Linked DNA regions of Mus musculus: regions 1, 2, 3, 4, 5 and 7 are each linked to region 6. Evidence: chromatin contacts called from public ChIA-PET and promoter capture Hi-C data. All regions are on one chromosome and are shown on one strand. The core of a region is the stretch at or near the end of the contact, and the rest is flanking DNA. Distances in the headings are between cores, read along the strand shown. Region 1 overlaps Klhdc1 (kelch domain containing 1). Region 2 holds the start of Klhdc2 (kelch domain containing 2). Region 3 has its middle 18 kb from the start of Abhd12b. Region 4 holds the start of Abhd12b (abhydrolase domain containing 12B). Region 5 holds the start of Dnaaf2 (dynein, axonemal assembly factor 2). Region 6 holds the start of Sos2 (SOS Ras/Rho guanine nucleotide exchange factor 2). Region 7 holds the start of Klhdc1 (kelch domain containing 1).

The links. Promoter capture Hi-C pulls out the DNA fragments that hold promoters and counts their contacts. ChIA-PET counts read pairs in DNA pulled down with a chosen protein or histone mark. Capture Hi-C pulls out chosen DNA fragments and counts their contacts.
Region 1: an RNA polymerase II ChIA-PET map of memory CD8 T cells shows a contact between it and region 6, with 64 read pairs. The contact joins the enhancer-like site here to the promoter of Sos2 in region 6. A contact is called at or near these places in 10 of 39 promoter capture datasets (the 3T3-L1 cell line, the C10 cell line, the HPC-7 cell line and 5 more), 1 of 484 Hi-C or Micro-C datasets (bone marrow-derived macrophages), 10 of 115 datasets of contacts at active chromatin or transcription factors (the 230-238 cell line, the SCID.adh cell line, bone marrow-derived macrophages and 6 more) and 2 of 9 other capture datasets (embryonic stem cells and liver).
Region 2: a promoter capture Hi-C map of adipose tissue shows a contact between it and region 6. The contact joins the promoter of Klhdc2 here to the promoter of Sos2 in region 6. A contact is called at or near these places in 23 of 39 promoter capture datasets (the 3T3-L1 cell line, 3T3-L1-derived adipocytes, the C10 cell line and 13 more), 8 of 484 Hi-C or Micro-C datasets (the C10 cell line, CD8 T cells, bone marrow-derived macrophages and 4 more), 14 of 115 datasets of contacts at active chromatin or transcription factors (the 230-238 cell line, CD8 T cells, the NIH/3T3 cell line and 10 more) and 3 of 9 other capture datasets (adipose tissue, liver and macrophages).
Region 3: a contact with region 6 is called in an RNA polymerase II ChIA-PET map of memory CD8 T cells, with 7 read pairs. The contact joins the enhancer-like site here to the promoter of Sos2 in region 6. A contact is called at or near these places in 3 of 39 promoter capture datasets (the C10 cell line, cranial neural crest and pre-B cells) and 3 of 115 datasets of contacts at active chromatin or transcription factors (bone marrow-derived macrophages, large pre-B cells and memory CD8 T cells).
Region 4: a contact with region 6 is called in a promoter capture Hi-C map of stem cell-derived epiblast-like cells, with 2.9 times the contacts expected there. The contact joins the promoter of Abhd12b here to the promoter of Sos2 in region 6. A contact is called at or near these places in 3 of 39 promoter capture datasets (neutrophils, pre-B cells and stem cell-derived epiblast-like cells) and 1 of 115 datasets of contacts at active chromatin or transcription factors (bone marrow-derived macrophages).
Region 5: a contact with region 6 is called in a promoter capture Hi-C map of pre-B cells. The contact joins the promoter of Dnaaf2 here to the promoter of Sos2 in region 6. A contact is called at or near these places in 20 of 39 promoter capture datasets (the 3T3-L1 cell line, 3T3-L1-derived adipocytes, the C10 cell line and 13 more), 3 of 15 datasets of contacts at CTCF or cohesin (the NIH/3T3 cell line, large pre-B cells and pro-B cells), 65 of 484 Hi-C or Micro-C datasets (B cells, the Ba/F3 cell line, the C10 cell line and 36 more), 26 of 115 datasets of contacts at active chromatin or transcription factors (the 230-238 cell line, CD8 T cells, the HPC-7 cell line and 18 more) and 4 of 9 other capture datasets (adipose tissue, liver, macrophages and 1 more).
Region 7: a contact with region 6 is called in a promoter capture Hi-C map of neural stem cells. The contact joins the promoter of Klhdc1 here to the promoter of Sos2 in region 6. A contact is called at or near these places in 16 of 39 promoter capture datasets (the 3T3-L1 cell line, the C10 cell line, the HPC-7 cell line and 9 more), 1 of 484 Hi-C or Micro-C datasets (bone marrow-derived macrophages), 12 of 115 datasets of contacts at active chromatin or transcription factors (the SCID.adh cell line, bone marrow-derived macrophages, effector CD8 T cells and 8 more) and 3 of 9 other capture datasets (adipose tissue, embryonic stem cells and liver).

The regions. Positions count from the first base shown.
Region 1 is chr12:69,256,680-69,259,379 of GRCm38.p6, forward strand. It overlaps Klhdc1 (kelch domain containing 1), which reads left to right. Exons shown (of 13, transcript NM_178253.5): 7 at 1,344-1,427; 8 at 1,890-1,948. Among named protein-coding and RNA genes, the nearest start is that of Klhdc1, 16 kb to the left of the region's middle. Within about 2 kb of position 1,357, at least 52 of the 459 cell types and tissues checked have an H3K27ac peak or open chromatin away from gene starts, as enhancers often do. A contact at or near this core is called in the 230-238 cell line, the SCID.adh cell line, effector CD8 T cells and 3 more, where this site is marked.
Region 2 is chr12:69,295,234-69,297,933 of GRCm38.p6, forward strand. It overlaps Klhdc2 (kelch domain containing 2), which reads left to right and starts at 1,448. Exons shown (of 13, transcript NM_027117.3): 1 at 1,448-1,914. The coding sequence starts at 1,762.
Region 3 is chr12:70,135,034-70,137,733 of GRCm38.p6, forward strand. No RefSeq gene overlaps it. Among named protein-coding and RNA genes, the nearest start is that of Abhd12b, 18 kb to the right of the region's middle. Within about 2 kb of position 1,263, at least 140 of the 459 cell types and tissues checked have an H3K27ac peak or open chromatin away from gene starts, as enhancers often do. A contact at or near this core is called in bone marrow-derived macrophages, memory CD8 T cells and pre-B cells, where this site is marked.
Region 4 is chr12:70,152,785-70,155,484 of GRCm38.p6, forward strand. Abhd12b (abhydrolase domain containing 12B) reads left to right here and starts at 1,347. Exons shown (of 13, transcript NM_001195033.2): 1 at 1,347-1,481. The coding sequence starts at 1,387.
Region 5 is chr12:69,197,170-69,199,869 of GRCm38.p6, forward strand. Dnaaf2 (dynein, axonemal assembly factor 2) reads right to left here and starts at 1,260. Exons shown (of 3, transcript NM_027269.4): 1 at 1-1,260. The coding sequence starts at 1,116. It overlaps 9330151L19Rik (RIKEN cDNA 9330151L19 gene), which reads left to right and starts at 42. Exons shown (of 2, transcript NR_033222.1): 1 at 42-446; 2 at 559-2,699.
Region 6 is chr12:69,680,591-69,683,343 of GRCm38.p6, forward strand. It overlaps Sos2 (SOS Ras/Rho guanine nucleotide exchange factor 2), which reads right to left and starts at 1,262. Exons shown (of 23, transcript NM_001135559.1): 1 at 925-1,262. The coding sequence starts at 1,011.
Region 7 is chr12:69,240,527-69,243,226 of GRCm38.p6, forward strand. Klhdc1 (kelch domain containing 1) reads left to right here and starts at 1,306. Exons shown (of 13, transcript NM_178253.5): 1 at 1,306-1,487. The coding sequence starts at 1,392.

The DNA of each region.
Region 1 (2,700 bases), core at 107-2,606, 420 kb before region 6:
TATGTTCTAAAAAAAGTATTTTAAAGAGGAGTCATTATTGTTCTTTTCATTTTTGAGAAAGAGTCTCATGTAGCTTAGGTAGGCTAGCCTTGAACTTCTGCCTCTACCTCCCTGGCGCTGGTATTACAGGCATGAGCTAGAGGATCATTCTTTACCTGTCAGTGTCTGTGTGAATTATCAGAGTTATTTTTAAAATTCTTTTAAAACAGAGTCCGTGAGCCAGCCAGCCTTCCTTCCTTCCTTCCTTCCTTCCTTCCTTCCTTCCTTCTTTCCTTCCTTCCTTCTTTCCTTCCTTCTTTCCTCCTTTCTTTCCCCCCTCCACCCCCCCCTCTCCAATCCTGAGATCAAACCAGCAGCCTTGTAAGAACTGGCCTAGCACTCTCACTGAGCTGTATCCCAGACCCAACACTTGTGTTTTTATATGAGCTACATGCAATTCTAACATGGTAAAATACATTATCAATATTATTTTATTTGTTAGAAATCAAACACAAATTCAGATTTGTGTAAACAGTAGAAAGCAAACAGAATCAGCATCTTTTAAAGATTTGTTTTTATGTTATGTGTTTGGGTGTTTTGCCTGCAGGTATGTATGGGCAACATGTGTGTGTATTGTCCAAGGAGGCTGGATTCCCTGGAACTGGAGTTAAAGGAGGTTGTGAGCTGATATGTGGGTGATGGGAACCGAACCCGGCCCTCTGCAGCCTCTGCAGGAGCGAGCGACCAGTGCTCCTGACCACTGAGCATCCCTCAGCCCTAGGAATCAACCTTTTAAAAAAAATGGTTTTCTCTTAATTTAACTATTACAGAGGCAAAGCTTAGTTCATTATTACCAACTAGATTTCAGTTATTCAAGTGAGACCGAAACATCAGAACTTCATTCAAGACAAAGTAGAAAGGAGTTTTTTATTCTAAGAATTTTAGGAAATAGGAAACAAACATACAAACAAACCAAAACAACAACACCAAAAGTAAACCAACTTCCAAAATGCAAGTAGGCTTTTGTCTAGGAAAGAAGGGCTTCTTGGGTTTGCCTTAAACTGTCAGCGAAGCTGTTTTGTGAATTTGAGAATTTGGGGGGCCATTAGTAAATTCTTAGAGTCTCTGAGATGCAATATTAGATCTATAGTGTGAGGGGAGGGGAGAGGAGATGAAAATGTTTTAATTTATTTAAGATTTTTATATTTCTGGATGAACTTTCTGCACATTGATTTTGTTGGGTAGTGGGCATTTCAGGGCGGAGGGGTGCGTCTTTTCTTAAAGAAGCTATTTGTGGTTATGGCACAGGATGTGGCTGGTACGGCCGTTTCAAGTCTGTCTTCTGTTCTGATCTCTGCTTGCAGGGTGGAGTTCCACCACAGCCACGAGCCGCGCACTCATGTGCAGTTCTGGGAAATAAGGGTTACGTCTTTGGCGGACGTGTTTTGGTCAGTGTTTTCAATGGAAATGGTATTCTCATGGGTGATGTTTATAAACGCTTGTGTCTGATTCTGTGGAGCAGCTGAACATGCAACTTGCCCAGAGATTAAGCTACACACAGGACTGAGTTTTATTTATCTCCTGTTTTCCGAAAGAGACCCTCCGCATGCTGCCGCAGATGTTTTTTAATCACATTTTAGTGTGGAAAGCCCTTCACTTGAGTGCAGTGTCAGGAATGTTTAATTCCTACCATCCAAGCTCTTTTAGTTTAAATCCATCTCCTTTCCTGCTGACCCCGGGAAGTTCCATGTTGATTTTCTTGATGCTTAGAATTGATGTTCAGTGCTAAGTTTCCAGGGCCAAATAGAAAGAATAGGGCAATCTGTGCTTGATCTGAGCTTGCTTTAGAGCTAACGTTTTATTCCATGAAAGAGTTAAAACCCTGTCCAATTATCCTGCTTTTATTTCAGCAAACCAGGATGAATGACCTACACTATCTAAACCTAGACACCTGGGTCTGGTCTGGAAGGTCAGTCTCAGATCTGGGTTCCAGTTTGTAGGGCTGGGTGTGGGCTGGTGTGCAATCTGTCATAATCCAAGCCTGGGTCTCTAAGACTGAGTTGATATTTTTTCTTTGGGTTATATATCTAAACAAGAAATATGAAATTTAAATTTTCTTCCTTCCTTCCTTCCTTTCTTCCTTCCTTCCTTCCTTCCTTCCTTTCAAAACAGAATCTCACTGAGTAGCCCAGGCTGGCCTTGAACTCTGGTTGTCTTGCCACAGCCTTTCAAGTAAAAGTGACAGCACACGTGGTAGAAGAAGTTTTCCTGAGGAGGAGATCTACAGTATGCTGGATATACATAGTGGAGCAGTGCAGCAGGGCATGCCTTTCTCCCAGCACTCGGGAGGCAGAGCCAGGCAGACCCCATGAGTCTGAGGCCAGTCTGGTCTACTGAGCAACTCTGAGCATCATTTATAACTGAACTATTTCCCTTCCCCTTCCCCTTTCCTTCCCTCTCCTTCCTTTCTTCTTCCATTCCTACTTCCTATTTCTCTTTCCCTCCCCCTCTCCTCTTCCTTTCTTTCCTAGCAAAAATTCTGTATATAGCTCCAGCTGATTTTGAAGTCACTGTGTAGCCCAGGCTAGCCTCAAATGCATGGTCTTATTTCAGCCTCTTGGGTGCTGGGATTACAAGTGTGCACCTCCACTCCCAAGCTCAGCTTTTCCTTTAAGATCTGAGATGACTGTAGTGGTGAACACATGGCCCATCATGGCCGAG
Region 2 (2,700 bases), core at 198-2,697, 390 kb before region 6:
GATTAAAGTGTGTGCTAAGGGTGTGTCTGTATTCCAATCAGAGTAGCCATGTTGCTGGATAAAAATCCTTCTACAATGGCCCAGGACTATTTGTAACTATTGATAGTCTCATGGAGTGACAGAAGTCTAGTCTCTTGAGGACAAGGGACAGCAGTGGCTCTGTGGTGTAGATTACCTTCATCTGGCTTCTGTGGCAAGATTCTCTGGGATGCTAACTGTTCTTGTTAACTGAAGTGTATCCGTCCAGAACATGGGTTTTGTGCTTAAAAGCTCACTCTGAGAAAGGCTCGTTGCTACACTGGGATCCCAAACTAATAAAGACTTTCTATTGCCTTAAGTTCATGTCTGAGCTGTCCTCTCTAGTGGCTATCCCCACAACACCATCAAATTTTTCTTGCAAACAATAATCACGAGGCAGTAAAATGTGTCCAAGTGCAGCTCATCTGGAATAAGGCTGATCTGTGGAGGAATATCCACTTGCATGCTCCTGACCCCTAGGGCAAGGTGATTTCCACTGTTGGACGATCAGTTGCTCACCACAAACCTCAGCTTAGTGCAAATTGGTCATTCACATTACAGCAGATTTGCAGTGTGAGAGGTTGTGGCCAACAGTGAGAGATGTCTTCTACCCGCCAAACATGAAACTGATGCTAGATTTTCTTCTCCAGTGTCATCCAGCACGAAGTGGCTGGTGGAAACGCTGCCAATCTCTTTTTGACAGTATACACCCTGGGCAGCAGCAGGAAGGCCATTTCTCTCTCTGACTGTCTCTTGCAATGGCAGTGAGGAAGGCCCCCCTCAGCACAGCACCAAGGGCACTGGACATCTCTTGCATGGCAAAATTGCCCCAGGGAGACCTGGATGAATCTGGTCAAGAAACAGAATCTGCCTGGTGGAGCACACCTTTTATCCCAGCGCTTTAATCTCAAACCCCAGACCCTTAACTCTTGTGTTTCAGCAAGTACATCTCCAGCAACTGGTGAGAGTTTCAAAGAGAAAAGCTTTTTTTGGTCGTTTTTGTTAAGTGTGTATTTTGCTCAGTATATATTTAGCAGTCCCAAAACGAAGAGAGGGAGAAAGAAAAAAAAAAAAGACAAGATGAGCAGCACGGAGAGCCACCATTTAAATGAGGAGCCTGAAGTGTTTTCCAGACCAGCCTTATTTTATGGGCGAGGAATTGGGTTTAAATAATTCGTAATTTTCATTTGGCCTCTTAGAAGCCCAGATTGTGAGTCTGGGATTCGCATTCTTTCCCCAAGGGTGGGTTGTTATGGTTTAGGAACTATCCAGGCCAGAGCACCCTGAGGCGGGAGGACGGATGTTGGGAGGACTCAGATGCCCAAGGGCCCGACTGGGAGGACTACACAGCAGTAGGACAGCACTGCGGTGGGACCGGACGACGGGAGGCTCAGCAGCGCAGGGGGCGAGAGCGCTTCCGGAGCGTGGGGACAGTGTCCGCTGCGGACGACTTCCGGCGGCGGCATAAACAAGGCCCCGGCGGCCGGAGGCGGGGCGGGCTGCGAGTGCGAGCCCCGTCGGCCGCTCTCCCGCTCTGAGCCAGGACCCGGCCGCGGCGCGGTCCCCGCGAGACCCGCAGCCGCTGTCGGCGCGCGCCCCAGCGCTCGTCCCGGAGGCGGAGGCGTAGCGCAGGACAGGCGGGTCGTCAGCGCTGGCTGCGCGCCGCGGTCCACCGCTCCGCTTTCCTTTGTCTCCCGTCTGCGGGGCCGGAGCGGTCTCGGTGGCCAGCGGTGCAGCCTCAAGATGGCTGATGGCAACGAGGATGCTCGAGCGGAGGATCTGCCGGGCCCGGCCTTCGAGAACTACGAGGCCATGGAGCTGGCCTGCCCGGCTGAACGCAGCGGCCACGTCGCTGTCAGCGATGGGCGCCACATGTTCGTCTGGGGCGGCTACAAGGTCAGTAGGGCGGAGTGGGCACGATCGCCGCCGCGGCTCTTGCTCATTCAGGAGAGCATCTTCCCGCCCTGCCCTGGTGGATTCGGGGATCCTGGGCTATTGTCACCGCTCTCTTGAACTTATGAGTCAGCCTATCCCACGCACCCCCTACGCATTGTCTTTGGAGTGAGCGGAGCGAGGTTCTGTTATTGTGGGTCGCGTAGCGGGTGACTGTGGCCCGAGGTACGGAAAAGGGTGGGGGCGAGGGTGTGTGAGAATCACTCATATACCTTTGGGCCCGGTCGCCCGGAGCTGGGGCCATTTAGCCGACAGACACTATATTCAACAATATTGTCACTGTGTGAACCAAGGCCACAGGAATCGCTTGCTCAACCTCCCCGAAGGTGTAACGGTGTCATCAACACCTGTGCAGATGCCCCCACCTATCTATTGTTTGAACGCAGGGCCATTTTTCTTAACTGGTCTCAGCTGAGAAAGGATTGCTCCTCAGTAGGCCTTACTGCGGATTTTAAAGGAAAAAATAGCCAGTGAATCCCCAGCAGCGTATGTAATTGGAGTGCAGGCCTTTGGACTTTGTGACCAAGTATCTTTTTAGTCATTTGCATTGTTTTATACCGCGAGCTGGGGAATACTGCTCAGTTACCTCCTTAAACCGCTGCTCACTGGTTCTTCTGTACTGGTTTTAGAATTCCATGATACACTCACTCTAGTTCTTGGATTTCATGTGGTGCACACTCATTTGAGCCATTTGACCTAAAACTATTTTAGTGTTAAAATGACGCCCCC
Region 3 (2,700 bases), core at 13-2,512, 450 kb after region 6:
AGGGAGGTCACGTGGGCTGCAACCAATAAGATCATACAAAAGGGACTGCCCAAGTTTGTTTGAGCTGACAACATGCCAGATGCCATACATGGGGCTGTAAGATTTACTGTTTGCCCCCATTGGGTTGCAGTCTCGCTTTTTGATCTGACCACTCTTTCTCGTCTTCTCCCTTATCGATTGAGAATCCTTACTAGGTATTGTCTTCTGTTAGAAGTACAGGACTTGACTTGGCAGGGGCTTACAGAGTTTACCTTGAGTCTCAGAGATTTCAACTTAATACTTTTAAATAGTGCTCAAACTGTTCATTTTGGGGGACTTTTAGAAATGGGCTATGCGCATTTTGCATTGCAAGATGGTGATGTGTCTCCAGGGGCCAGAGGCAGGATATTATGGTTTGACTATGAGATCTCATCTCCAGGCTTGTCTGCTGAACACTTAGTGCCCAGCTATTGTTAGAGCTGTTTTAGGAGGTAGTGGAAACACTGGGGCCTGGCAGGAGGAGGTAGGTCACCAGGAACACACCTGGTCCCTAGTGCTCGACTCTCATTCTCGCTGTGTCCTGTTTGCCATGACTTCCCCTCCCTACCGTGGTAGACAGACAACCTGGAACCATGAATTAAAATGAATCTTCCTTTCCTTTGTTTACGCCAGCTGTTCTATCGCAGCAGTGAAACAAAAGCTGGCTGACATAGAATTTCATTGCAAAGGATCTCTGAGACGGAACCAGACCTTCGTGATGTAAGACTGACAGCTCTTACTTTTATGAACCCCCTGGGTGGAGGTGATGCCAGTATCCCGGTTTGTAGCTTTCAAGTGGGCTTCTGTTTTAGAGTCACCCTAAAGAGCGCATTTCTGATGAGACGTGAGCTGCGGAGAAGGTGATATTTGAAAACCATGTGAGTGACCAGGCTTTCGTTTGCAGTTTGATCTGATAAACCTACACACTGGAACCCACAACACACAGTATCGGATTTTCTCACTTCCCAGACCTCGTCCTAGACTCCACACACTTGCCACCCATCTCCCCTATCCGGTTACAAGGCATTGTCAGTGCCCAGAACGCCCTCACCTCTGGAACCTTGAACTCTGAAATTCCACCCTGCCCTGGGCTTCATATCCATCTCCACTCCTGTGTGTCACCTCTCCAGGCTCCAATCGTCCCAGGGTGCCATCAGTTCTGCCTGTCTCAGAGCCCCAGATGCTCTTGTCACTCAGGACACATTCACCACCAGGAACTACGTCCTTGCCCCTGTCTCAACACATTCTCATTTTGGGTCCAGCCATCTGTCTGTTCTCATTGGTCCTTACACTAGGGGTGGGTGTATCACACAATCCTGCAGTTGGCTGCTAGTTCACATTACAAATCTCAGGCCTTGGCTGGACACTCAAGACCACCTGAACACACTCACTGTCCCAGGCAGCTCTGAACAGTCACCCTGAGCTGACCCACGAGGGATAACAAGTCACCCCACAAGCTGTATTATCAAGATGTCTTCAGAAGTTCATTTCTCCTTCAGTGACTGCGACGTGTGTTTCCTCCTTTTATTTTCGCTTTCCTTTTCAGCTTCTTAAACAGATTACTTCTTGTGAGACGGCGCATTAAAGAGCTTAAGAAAACATCAAGGTTTACCACATCCTTATTGTGTACTGGCGCTGTTCTCCGGGCTAAGCATACAGTGGAGAACAGCCAAGCAGCCCCAGTCTCACGCGTCTATGAGAAGCAAGGGACAGGAAACCTGGCCAAATAGACACAATTAGCTTTATGTATTTATGACTTTACGACCACAGGTTCAATCAAGGGTCTTGTTTGAAACAGATAGGTCTTTAAGGGTTTTATATGTGCTGAATTGGAAATACAGACATGTACAAATATATATATATATATGCATATTTTTGTATATGTACATGTATACACACATGTATAGGTATAGGTATAGGTATAGGTATAGGTATAGGTATAGGTATAGGTATAGGTATAGGTATAGGTATATGTATAGGTATATGTATAGGTATATGTATAGGTATACTTTCTTGTTGATATTTTATAGAAACTATAACACAACACCTATCTGCATACACACTTACATTGTATTATAAGGTACAATTTAAAGTATGAAGAGGGGATGTTTGTAGGTTTGCATACAACTGATATTAATTTGATATAAGGGGGCTCAAGCATCTGCAGAATCTTGTCTCCATGGGAACCGATCTCTGTGTTTCTCTAGGGACAACTGCACTGTGTCATAAGGCGAGGAGCCTGCAGTGTCTGGGGCACAGTGGAGGCAGGGGGGCTGATGTGGAGAGTGTTCCAGGGGCGTGCTGGAGGCAGACAGCCTGGGCTCAAATGCCAGGTCTTAAACTACATTTCGGACTATGGGCAAGTTACCTAACTTTAAAATGAGAATTCTTATAACACTGAATATCATAGTTATATATCTTATAACACTGAATATATATATTATGTTTGTCCTCTTGTGTCGCCTTGACCATATGCTAGACATCAGGTATCGGAGAGAGGTTGGTTTGGCTTGTGATCCTAGCAGCTGCAAAGTCTATGTAGCCAAACAGCATAGTGTCATGAACTCTCGCAAGGGTCCTTCCGGGGCCGCACAGTGCAGTGGAGATGTAGTAAGGAAGGCTGCTGTACTCTGAAGGCTCAGTCACGCATACGGGCAGGAGTCAGGAAACTAGGGAGAAGCT
Region 4 (2,700 bases), core at 97-2,596, 470 kb after region 6:
ACAGGCCCTGTAATCTCACCTACTCTTGAGGCCAAGGCAGAGAGAGCAAAAGTTAAAGTTCTGCAAGGGATGCAGTGAACTCAAGGTCCGCCGGAGTCACTTAGTGAGGGTCTTATCTCAAGCTTTAGACATAAAGCTGTAGACATAAAGGGGGTGAGGGATATCGCTCATTGGGAGAGTGCTTGCTCTGGCACAGGGAAAGCAGAGGGTCAATCTGGGTTCTGCCCCTGAAATGAGCATGGTCAGAGCGATTAAAAGAGGAAACAGAGACTCTGTCCTTGCCAATTCTATGAAATGAAATCACACACTTATTGACTGCTGTCTTTTTTTCTGAAAGGGTCCATTTCCCCCAGTGGAAGAGTCCCCTGCACCAGGGCTTCACAGTCAAAGCCTACTGAGGACCCACACGGGGGGGGGGGGGGGGGGGCGGGGGCGGGGGCGGGGAAAGTACATTTGGCTTCAGGGCATGATGCGCTTTGCTCTGGGAGGAAGCCTGGATGCTGGCATCACATTGCATCTTTTTTTTCTCCTCATCCCCACCCTTTAGCCTGATGGCTTCTGTGAGGCAGCTCTGGCAGGCCTGTGGCTCTTGCTCTTAGGAGAAAGCTTCAGGAATATAACTTGTACCAGGTAGCAGCTGGCTCAGGTGTCCACTAACCTTGGCAGGAGAATAGGCTCTGCTATATACTGATAATAAGGAAACAAAACATCAAAAAGATCTTCATTTTGGATACATGAAGTCATTGTGTAGCTCATAATTCCTTGGCCCGAAGGGTGTTTACATAAATCATATATTATTTCATGTTTATGTGTTTTGCCTGCATGTGGATCTGTCTGAACACTACTTTCATGCCTAGTGCCCACAAAGGATCTGGATCTGGAATTATAGACTATGTGCTATTGCCTGCAAAAGCAATGAGTGCCTTTGACCACTAAGCAGTTTTTTTTTCCCAGTCTTTCAACTGTTTCTTAAACAAAGGGAACCAAAGAAATTCTTGTGACAGCAATGGCAGGCAGATCTTATAAAGCCGTGCCTAGAAAACTACTGTCAAGATTTTAAGAGTTTTTACTTTATTCTGTGGGCCTAGCAAGGGAAGCATCTGCCAAAGCTCATAGGGATATTTAATGAAAAGCAATGAGAATGAAACAAATGGATACATAGTTATATCTATGTATCAATGCATTTCTATTCATCACCTGCTTGTCTGGGTATGAGACCAACCAGGGAGGAAGCCCCAGCCTCTGCAATGGGTGTGACCTTAGGTAGGTGGCCAAGTTTTCCTCTGGGTAGAGGAAGGGGGCGGAGCAAGAGCAGCAGGGGAGGAGAGGGTAAGCCTGGTCCCTGGAAGCCTGTGGCAGCTCCCTCAGCAGTGGAGGCACCTCAGGATGGACGCTAGGGACTGTGATGCAGCCTCGGAGCCAGGGCCCCCTCCCTGTTCCTCTGTGACCTCCTGGTGGGCTATGGTCCTGAGGAACCTGAGGTGAGTGTGCTTGATGGGTCATCACCTAAAATAGCTCCCTTGTCCAGTTTTAGGCATGGTTAGGCAGTTGCTGGGGCTACCCTGTCCAAGACCTGTCCATGGTTCTCCTAGGTCTGGAGGACACTGAAGCTTTAGGGCTGGTTTTGGGGTCGGGGGACTTTGTGGCTTGCACATTCTTGCTAACTCCTGGGTTATTGAAGATAGCATTACCCCAGCATTCAATTCCTACCGAGACCAGAGAGGCCAGAAGGTTTGACTTTTCAGGAAGGTATGAGAGCGTTGGAAAGGAGGCTCCAAAAAGTTTCTCTTATCTGTTCAATTTACAACTCTACCGAATGAATTTAAATATTACTAATAACAGAGGCAGCCAAAAACTTATGGTGTGCTGTAATCGGAGGTGCAATCTTTGTAGGTCAAAGACCTGTGTAGGTGGAAAAGAGTCCTGGCTCTTCAGGTATGGGTTTGCAGGTGTGTATTTAAAGGACTGGCTGAACTTCTGGGGGTATTGGAATCACTTTGTATATATGGGGTTACTTATGTAAATTCTTAACATTCTTTATGCCTGAAAATGTCTGTTTATCATTGTGGCTTGTTTGTTTGTTTGTTTTGGTTTTTCGAGACAGGGTTTCTCTGTGTAGCCCTGGCTGTCCTGGAACTTACTCTGTAGACCAGGCTGGCCTCAAACTCAGAAATCCGCCTGCCTCTGCCTCCCAAGTGCTGGGATTAAAGGCATGCACCACCACGCCCGGCTTTGTTTGTTTTTAAATATTGTCTCCCATCGAGTCAATGGTCAGTCATCCTCGGTCTTGTTGGCCTTGGAGCTAGGTCCTGGGTGTGAGGCAGTGGACTCAGGAGGTGTGTGTATCCCGTTTAGTTTGTTGAATTGGTATTCTTGTTACGTTTCTTGTTTCTGTTTCATTTTATTTTGTGTTAGTTACAAGTACTCTCTGGCCACAGCTACACACTGGAGGTGTCACTTTGGAATGTCCCAGGGATGATGACGAACAGGGAATCTTTGCTGTCTTATCCCCCACCCCACCCCACCCCACCCCCCGCCCCCAGCCAGGTATAGAGGTTGGAGAGTGGGTGGCATCGCGTCGCTCCAGTTACCTACACTTTACCCCTTGACATGAGAAACATCCCCCACCCCCAGTTCTCTATAACACCAGTGGTTGATGGTTTAGCCCTCACTAGGCAGAAAAGAGCATCTCTTAGGTAG
Region 5 (2,700 bases), core at 10-2,509, 480 kb before region 6:
CTCCTCCGCGGGCTCTTCCGGTGTCGCGGCCGGGGGTTCCTGGCGCGCGTCGGCCAGCGCCACCGGCAGCGTGACCACCAGCTGCCGCCGCGCCTTGTTGTACTGTGCCTTGCCGCGGCCGTCGTCCACCGGGTACGGCAGCGAGAGCCGCAGCCGGTAGTCGGGGTTTCTCGAGTCCAGGCACAGCAGCTTCCCCTTCACCTCCAGCTCCGCCCGCTCGACCGAGCGCAGCAGCGGCAGCTCGATGGTGACCACCAGCTCGTGCGGCACGGTGCTCGGGGCCGCGTCGCGCGAGCAGCGGTAATCCTGGAGGTCTACGTGGTGGCGCTGCACCACGGAGCAGCGCGGCTCCGTGGGCTCTGGGCGCTGCACGGCCTCGGGAGCGGGGGACGCGGGCGAGCGGGCAGTGTTCGCCGCCGCTGCCGCGGGGTAGCGGTATGGATATGGTGGGTCCGGGAAAAGCCCTGGTGGCTCCCCCTCGGGCTGGGCCGGGACGCCCCCGGGTAGGGGCGTGCGGAGCACTGCGGCCTCGGGCATCCCCTTGTACTTGATCTTCAGGGTCTTGGCGTTCCTGCGGTCCAGCCTGACGCCGAACTGCTGCTCCACCGCCTCCAGGGCCGTGGCGTCCAGCATTTCGCGGAAGCGCTCGTGGCTCCGGGCCAGCGCCAGCGCTTCGGGGTGGAAGACCACGTCGTAGACGGTGTAGCGGGCGCCGTTGCGGCCGGCATACTGGCGGCCGGGAGCCAGGCTATAGGGCAGGGACCAGTGGCTGCCAGCTGCCGTGCCGCCGCGCCCCGGGCCGGGCCGGCTGCTAGGTACGCCTACCAGTGAGTTGCTGCACACGTTCACGTAGCAGCGGTGCTCCCCGTCCAGGCTGGTACGCAGCACATGGCCCGGCTCAGGGTGCACGAACCGCACATCCACCCCACGCTCCCGCTCCAGGGCTGTGATCTCCTCCTCGTAGCGCCTCCGGTTCTCGGGGTCCGTGATCTCCGCGGCGTACTCGGAGAACATTCGGCGGAACTCTGGGTCCTGAAAGGCGGAGGTGAACCGCTGCACCTCCTCTCTGCTCAGATCCAAGTCCTCCAGCGCTGAGGAGGCCGCCGCCTTGGCCATGGTGACCCACACGGCCCAATGCCCAGACCCAGTGAAGGATCAGGGTGAATTGAGTGTCTAGGATGCGCTTCAGAGTCTGGCTCATGGAGAACTGACCAGTCCAAGAAGGTAACGGCTGGATTGTCAAGGCCGGGCAGCGCGTGCTTTGTTGCCATAGTAACGCCTGGGAGGAGGGGCAGCGATCTGGTAGAAATGCTAGAAATAGGCTCCACTGTTACTTCAAACCAAGCAGACACTACCTGCTACAGGTTTTAAATTACTGTGTCAGGATACGTGTACTTTGCAGTCTATTGTGGTAACTGTCCTCATCTTCAGCGCTGTGTCTTTATCTTATTAACTGTTTAATTTCACCAACAAGAGAGAAGTTTACTAGCTAATTCACAAACCTAACTTTATCTGACTCTCTTTACTTTGTGGAACCAACGTTAGTAAACCCTTACCATTTTCAGGTATTCCACCTTATAGTTGTCTCCCAGAAACCCTTGGGGGCAAAAGATGACAAAACAAATCCCAGAGATTAATAAGCATCAGAAAGGTGTTCGCTTTTTATAATGTAAATGCAAGCTCTCAAATCACTTAGCAAAATTACAGTTTGTCCTGATCAATTTCCTTGGGTTGAGAATAGAATTTATAACTGCGCTTTTTTTTTAAACTAGATATCCTTAGATTGACTCTGTAGTCTCTTAACAATGCTCCACTAGGAACCAATGCAGCAGATGTAGTAGTTACATAATGGAACTTTACTGTGCCAGACTATAGAAACTTGGTTTTGTTACAGGGCTAGGTGTGGGATCCAGGACTTCCCACCTGTGGCCTGAGCTGTACCACTGAGCCACACACCCAGGTCTAGGGTATGGTTACTTATTGATTGCTGGGCAGTCCCAGACCTGTTTTACAAGTGCAGCATTTAGCAGTTTATACTGGCATTACTGCAATCACAAGACCTTTCCCAGGCTTCTCTCTTATGCCTCCTCCTTTTGTGGGAGGGAATGTCCACAGAACCACACCCAGGGCCTCACACCTGAGACAAGCATTCTTTCCACCAATCTGCAGGCCTTCCTCTGTTACATTTTAAGTAGACTGTCCCAAGATTGGGATGACACCTCATCTCCGTTATGCCATCTCTTTCACATGCTAAATATATGTACTCAACTACCATGGTGACTCTGAGTTCAAGGCCAGCCTGGTCTGCAGAGCAAGTTCCAGAAAAGCCAAGGAATCCAGAGAAACGCTGTCTTGAAAACCCAAAACAAGTAAGTAAATAAAACTCAAATAACCAACTTCTGTTTCACATTCTAAGCTTATAGACTCATCAACTGTCCATCAGATGTCTCCATTTGAGTAATAACTGCTTAAGCCCCAGAGGCCTGAAATGGCGTGACTTCCCTTCCTCTTTCATTTTCAGCATTCCAAATTCTTGTTCTTTACTTTCTTTGCCCTTCCTCTGTCAGCTTCCCTATTCATGGACTTGCCAGTGCTGCTCATCTTCCCTCTTAAATGTCATCTGTTACTGGATCAGTCTGCGTCAGATATTTATTGCGTACTCTACCTGTGTAAATAAATAATGTACTTTTTGAAATTTTA
Region 6 (2,753 bases), core at 12-2,511:
TCCCCTATCACCTTTACGTGGATTCCAGGAATGAAATTCAAGCCATCAAGCTTGTGTTGTTGGACCGCAAATCACCTTCCCTAACGAGTCTCTTGCTGGCCCAGAGCAACAAAGAGAATGGCATAATTACCTAACTTCATATAAGACTAGCACCAACCAATCGGAGACACGCACCCTAGCAATGTATCTAATCTCCAAAGATTGATTAGCAACGAGCCACCTCCCCCCCCCCGCCCGCCCCCGCAACTGTCCCTTAAAAGTGGTTATTGCAAGTCCTCGTCGCTGTGAAGAAACTGACCACATTTTGTGAGGCAATCTTTGTATTCAGGTAAGACTTCTGCAGGAAGTGGGGAGGCGCTTTAGATTCACCCCAAGAGCTGGAGAACGAATACTATGACTCACTGACACTTCACACATGGGAAACACACATCCATATTAGCGAAAACAGCACAGCCTCAACAGGCGAATGGGCGAGCGTAGCAAGCAAGCCGCCCGAGGCGAGCACCCCCAGCCCCAAGAACTTAATTCAAAGTAGCCTCTCGGTCCAAAATTGCGCATTTGTTTTAGAAACGAAAAAAACCAGTGGGACTCTGTGTTGCCAGAATCCAGCCTGAGGACAACGCATTGGTCAACGGCGGAAGTTGCCTGACGAAATGACTGTAAGATGAAATCCAGTTTTATGATCATAACAAAACCTTCCTTCCGGGACCAGGCCAAAAAAGAAAGTTGAGAAAACGTCCTTCGGGATGCAACAGGCAATTAGGAGCGCCCGCAGCCCGGCCAGAGAAGGCTCGGCCGCGGCACGCGGGGCGGGCGCGAGCCGTGCTCCCCGCTCCTCGCTCTCCCCGTTACAAGTTGTGCGAGCTCCGGGCCCGGCCCCCCAGCCCGTCGCCCCGCGGCACCTCCCTCGGCCCCAGCACTGACCTTCCGCAGGGCCGGGACCAATAGTCCCCGCCATTTCGGGCTGTTTTCTTCGCTGAAGAACTCGTAGGGCTGCGGCGCCTGCTGCATGGCCCCGGCCGCAGCGCCTCCGCATCGGAGGCCGGGCCGGTGGCCTGACAGGCAGGGCGCCGGCCGCCTCGCCTCGCCTCGCCCCGGCCGCCGCCTCCCGCCCGGGCCGCAGCTCCGGCCGAGCGCTCGGGGGCGGCGCCGGCGGGCGGGCGTTCGCCGAGGCTTGGCGGCCCCGCAGCCCCGAGGAAGCGCGGCGGCCCGAGGCGTCCTGCTGTCCCCGCGGCGCCGGCCCGCTGGCCCGAGGCTCCTCCTCCTTTGTCTGGGTGCGCAGCGCGGGGCACCGCCGGCCTCGCCCCCGCCCCGACTCCCGCTACGGCCGCGGCGGGCAGACAGCGGCGGCCCGCAGCGTCCTCATCGCCTCCCCCGCCCTCCGCGCAGCCGCCGCTACCGCCGCCGCCGCCGCCGCCGCCACCGCCGGGTCCGCCCGAGTCACCTCCAGAGGGCCCTCGGGGCCGAGCGGGCGCGCGTGTCCGGCGTGCACGGCACTGGCCGCCGCCGCCGCCGCCGCCCCTCCAGCCCCGCCGGCCGCCGCCGAGCGCCCGGTGCCTGCAGCGGCGGCTCGGCTCGGCTCGGCCCCGCGCTCGCTCTCCCGAGTCTCTGGAGAAGACCAGCACGGAGCATGCGCGCCGCCGAGCGGGCCGAGGCGTCTGGTGCGGGGCCCCGGGGCCGGGAGGGTAATCGGTCTCTCCTGGGAACGTGCACGGGGCGGGGTGGCTCTTCCAGACGAACTCGGCAGCGTTCCGAGTCCTGGCAGACAATCCTGATTCGGTACAGCCCTAGGGGACCCCCGAGCCCGTGACTGCAGCTCTGGGAGGCAGAACACAGATGTGGGGAGAAAAGGACATTTGGGCTGATAGGATATTTATTTAACGTGTGCTCTGTGTGGCTCCTTTGTATATTTAGGTGATAGTGGCTATTCATAAAGTCACATTGTAGGGTCATGGGAAGCTCTTAGCGCACGTTGAAGGGCCAGATGACTTCAGTTCGAGGTCTTTCACCTAGAGTCCCTATGGATCAAAAAAAAAAAAAAAAAAAAAGTATCCAAAAACTTTCAGATATTGTTCTTAGGTTAATCATGTTCAAATCCTTTCCACTTAAGGTTCTACAGAACCTGGATCCTGCGATACAGTCACACTAATTAGCATTAAAAAAAAAAAACCTAAAAATCCTCTGTCCCTATGCTTTTTTAAGTTGAAGGGGCATGTACTTTGGAAACTTTTTCACTAACCCAAATTTCATCCCACTAAAATCGCTGAACAGATTGCTCCCAACGGGCTGTAAACAGTCATGCTGCCAGCCACCGAAGTGAGGAAGGGAACAGAAGAACAGACTGGAAAAGATAACTTGTGTAGTAATTTCAGCTCCAGAATCAGTGGGTGAACATTGTTCTCCCCCAAACACAACACCATTTTGACTTCATAAAGTAAAAATGGCAACTAAATACTTAAAGAGATCGGAGGTTTCCGTTTTGTTTTGTTTTTGGTTTCTTTTTTAATCTAAGTATCCACAGTGTTTAAAAAAAAAAAAGTCCTCTGGGGCTGTCGAGGAAAAGGTACCTGCTTCGCTTCCCAAGGCTGACAACCTGCGTTCCACCCCTGGAACCCACGTGAAGGAAAGAACCGGCTTCGCAAGGTTGTTCCCTGACCTGTCTACATCTGAAATGTGGCATATGTGTGTCCTCGCACACGCGTGTGCCTACATAATAACACTAAAGTTGTTTCTAATAAAAGTTCTAAAGTTGT
Region 7 (2,700 bases), core at 56-2,555, 440 kb before region 6:
AGCCCATGGCTGGGGGAAGACCATAGATTTTTGAAAGCTGCTGCTCTTTTGCTAAGTTCTATGTGTCTGTCAAATTGCCTTCTAAATAGTTGTCTTTATACCCGTCCACTAGTGTAGTTGTCATCTTTGGTCAATGAGGTTTCTGTTTTTAAATGGGCAGTCGTTACTGTAGAGACAACTGGTTAAAAGTGCTATTGAATGTCCAGCCCTAGAGGGGCATCCTACCCAAGCCTCAGGGACCATCGTGGAAGGTGGAGGGGCAGATGGCAAGAGGTGGTGGGTTGTAGAATTATCACCGCGATTTAGGGTTGGGGGAGGGGCTCCCTGCCCTCCGTGGTTTTAAAGGCAGTTAACAGTTGCAAGGAAGGGGGGGGGGTGTTTCAAGCTCCCACCCCCAGCTTTTGTAGGCAGTTAACAGTTGCTAGGCAGAGACATTTTATTCAGTGGAATAGCTATGCTCATGTAACTGTAATTAAAATCATTGGTTCTTCAAGGAAGACTTGAGGTTCGCTCCTCTCCCCAGAGAAAATGTATACAAGTGGGAAATGAAAGATGCAAGACAATAATGTTTCCTTTCGTGTTTAGAAAAGGGGAATTGTGCCTGTGTTCCCACATAATATCACCACGAAGAAATAATAGAACACTCAGTGCCTCAGGTACCAACACCTTCTACAGCGATTAGCACGGAAGTACACGTGAAGAAAACCAGGGACACCCAGGCCCTACAAAAGCAAAAAAACCTCATATGCGTCTTGAAACCATGTATTACCGAGGCTGAAGCAGAACTGGCATTGGAGCACTGCTCGTGTTAAAAAATGATCTCTCTCACACACACACAGCCAGGAGGATGCTCAGGTCAATAAGCTGGCCCAGTTGGGGTTCATAAACCCAATACTTTGTACAGTTGTGAGAAGAAGAAGAAAAAGAAAGCTCACTTTCCAAATGAACACCATGGAGCTGGAGAGATGGCTCAGAGGTTAAGAGCATTTGTTCTTGCAGTGGACCCAGGTTTGATTCCCAGCAGCCACATTTCACAATTGCCCATAATTCCAGGTCCAGGATGTACACCATACATACATACATACATACATACATACATACATACATACATACAAGCAGAACACTCACATACATAAAGTAAGTTCATGAGAAACCATTCTTGATTAATAGAGCCCTAAGAAGCCCAGACAGTGGCTGCAGAGAGGCTTCAGGGAGAGGTTTGCAGTGTCTTCGCAGCGCCCGGTGCTCCCGGGAGCGGCCAGGCCCCGGTCCGGGGCGGTGGCCGCGCAGACGCGCAGGTTCCTCGGTTCCGCCTCCGCCAATCTGGACCCTCCTCGCGTTCCGTTCGCGCGTGCGAGCGGGCGCCGAGCTGGCTGGGCCCCGGAGGGCGGATGGCGGACCCGCAGGCGTTCTGCGTGGCCGAGGAGCGCAGCGGCCACTGCGCAGTGGTGGACGGACACTTCCTCTACGTGTGGGGGGGCTACGTGGTAAGGGGAAGGGGCGGGCGCTGGGGCGGCGCGGGAGCGGAGGCAGGGGGATGACGGCCGGCGACGCAGCACTCCCACAGGCTCCCAGGCGAGCCGCCTGCCGTGCTGCCCACATCGCTCCCGCTCCCAAAGCCACAAAACGGGGTTTCGGGGTGCGTGACCCCTCCAGCCTCCGTGGCTCAGGACTGGAGAGGACCCCAGAACGTCGTGCCGCGTTGTTTGGTATCATTGCCACCGTGCTACTCAAAATACGGAAGTCACCAAGCAGTTAAATTTATCAGCTATTTTTAGTGGCATTTCTTTGCTAATTAAGTACCTCTGGAGTCTCAAAATAGATTCGTATTCGCAACACTCCACCACAGAGTTTTGTGGCTGAAAATTCGTATTGCCATGGCGGTTGGAATGTGTGTTTGTTTTGTTTCTATGATCGTAGGATGATAACAAGGATTATCGAGTTGGAAAAATAATTCAGGTGTACCTGCCCACCCCGTTTGTTTACAGATTAGAAAATAAGCCCTACGGAATCTCTTCTGCAAATAGAAGATAACATCTTCTGACCTCCTCAGTGCCCTTAAATGACAGACCTGTAACACAACGAAATAAAGTGCATACTGTGTGTGTTAAGAATTATCAGGTCCGAGTGGGTTTTGTTGTTTTGTGTGCTTATTCCTAATTTAGTGCAGTATAAGTAAAAAAGAAAAAAAGAAAAATTGGTTTTTTGTGTGCCAACTATATCTGGTATGTCCTAATCATATGGGATTATCGACTAGGGTCTAATCTGTAATGTTAATTTTTAAAATTTATTTTATGTACATGAATGTTTTGCATATATACATGTGTGTGTATGTATATATGTATGTGTGTGTATATATATATGCATCCTGTATCCATGGAGGTCAGAAGAGGGTGTTAGGAGCTGGCATTACAGATTGTGCTGGGAATCTAACCCAGGTCCTCTGCAAGAGCAACCAGTGCTTTTAACTACAGAGCCATCTCTCGTGCCCCACATCTTCATTTTATAAAGAAAGGCATTGACCCTTCAGTGGTCATGTGACACTGGGGGCTGCATTCTGGAGCTTTATTTTGCTTTGTTAATTATTTGAGACAGGATCTCAGACTGCAGCTCACACTGCCTGGCCTGGAATTTCATGTGTAGCCCAGGTCAGGCTCGGATTCAGGATAAGCATCCTGTTTGTGCCTCTCAGGTGTTGAA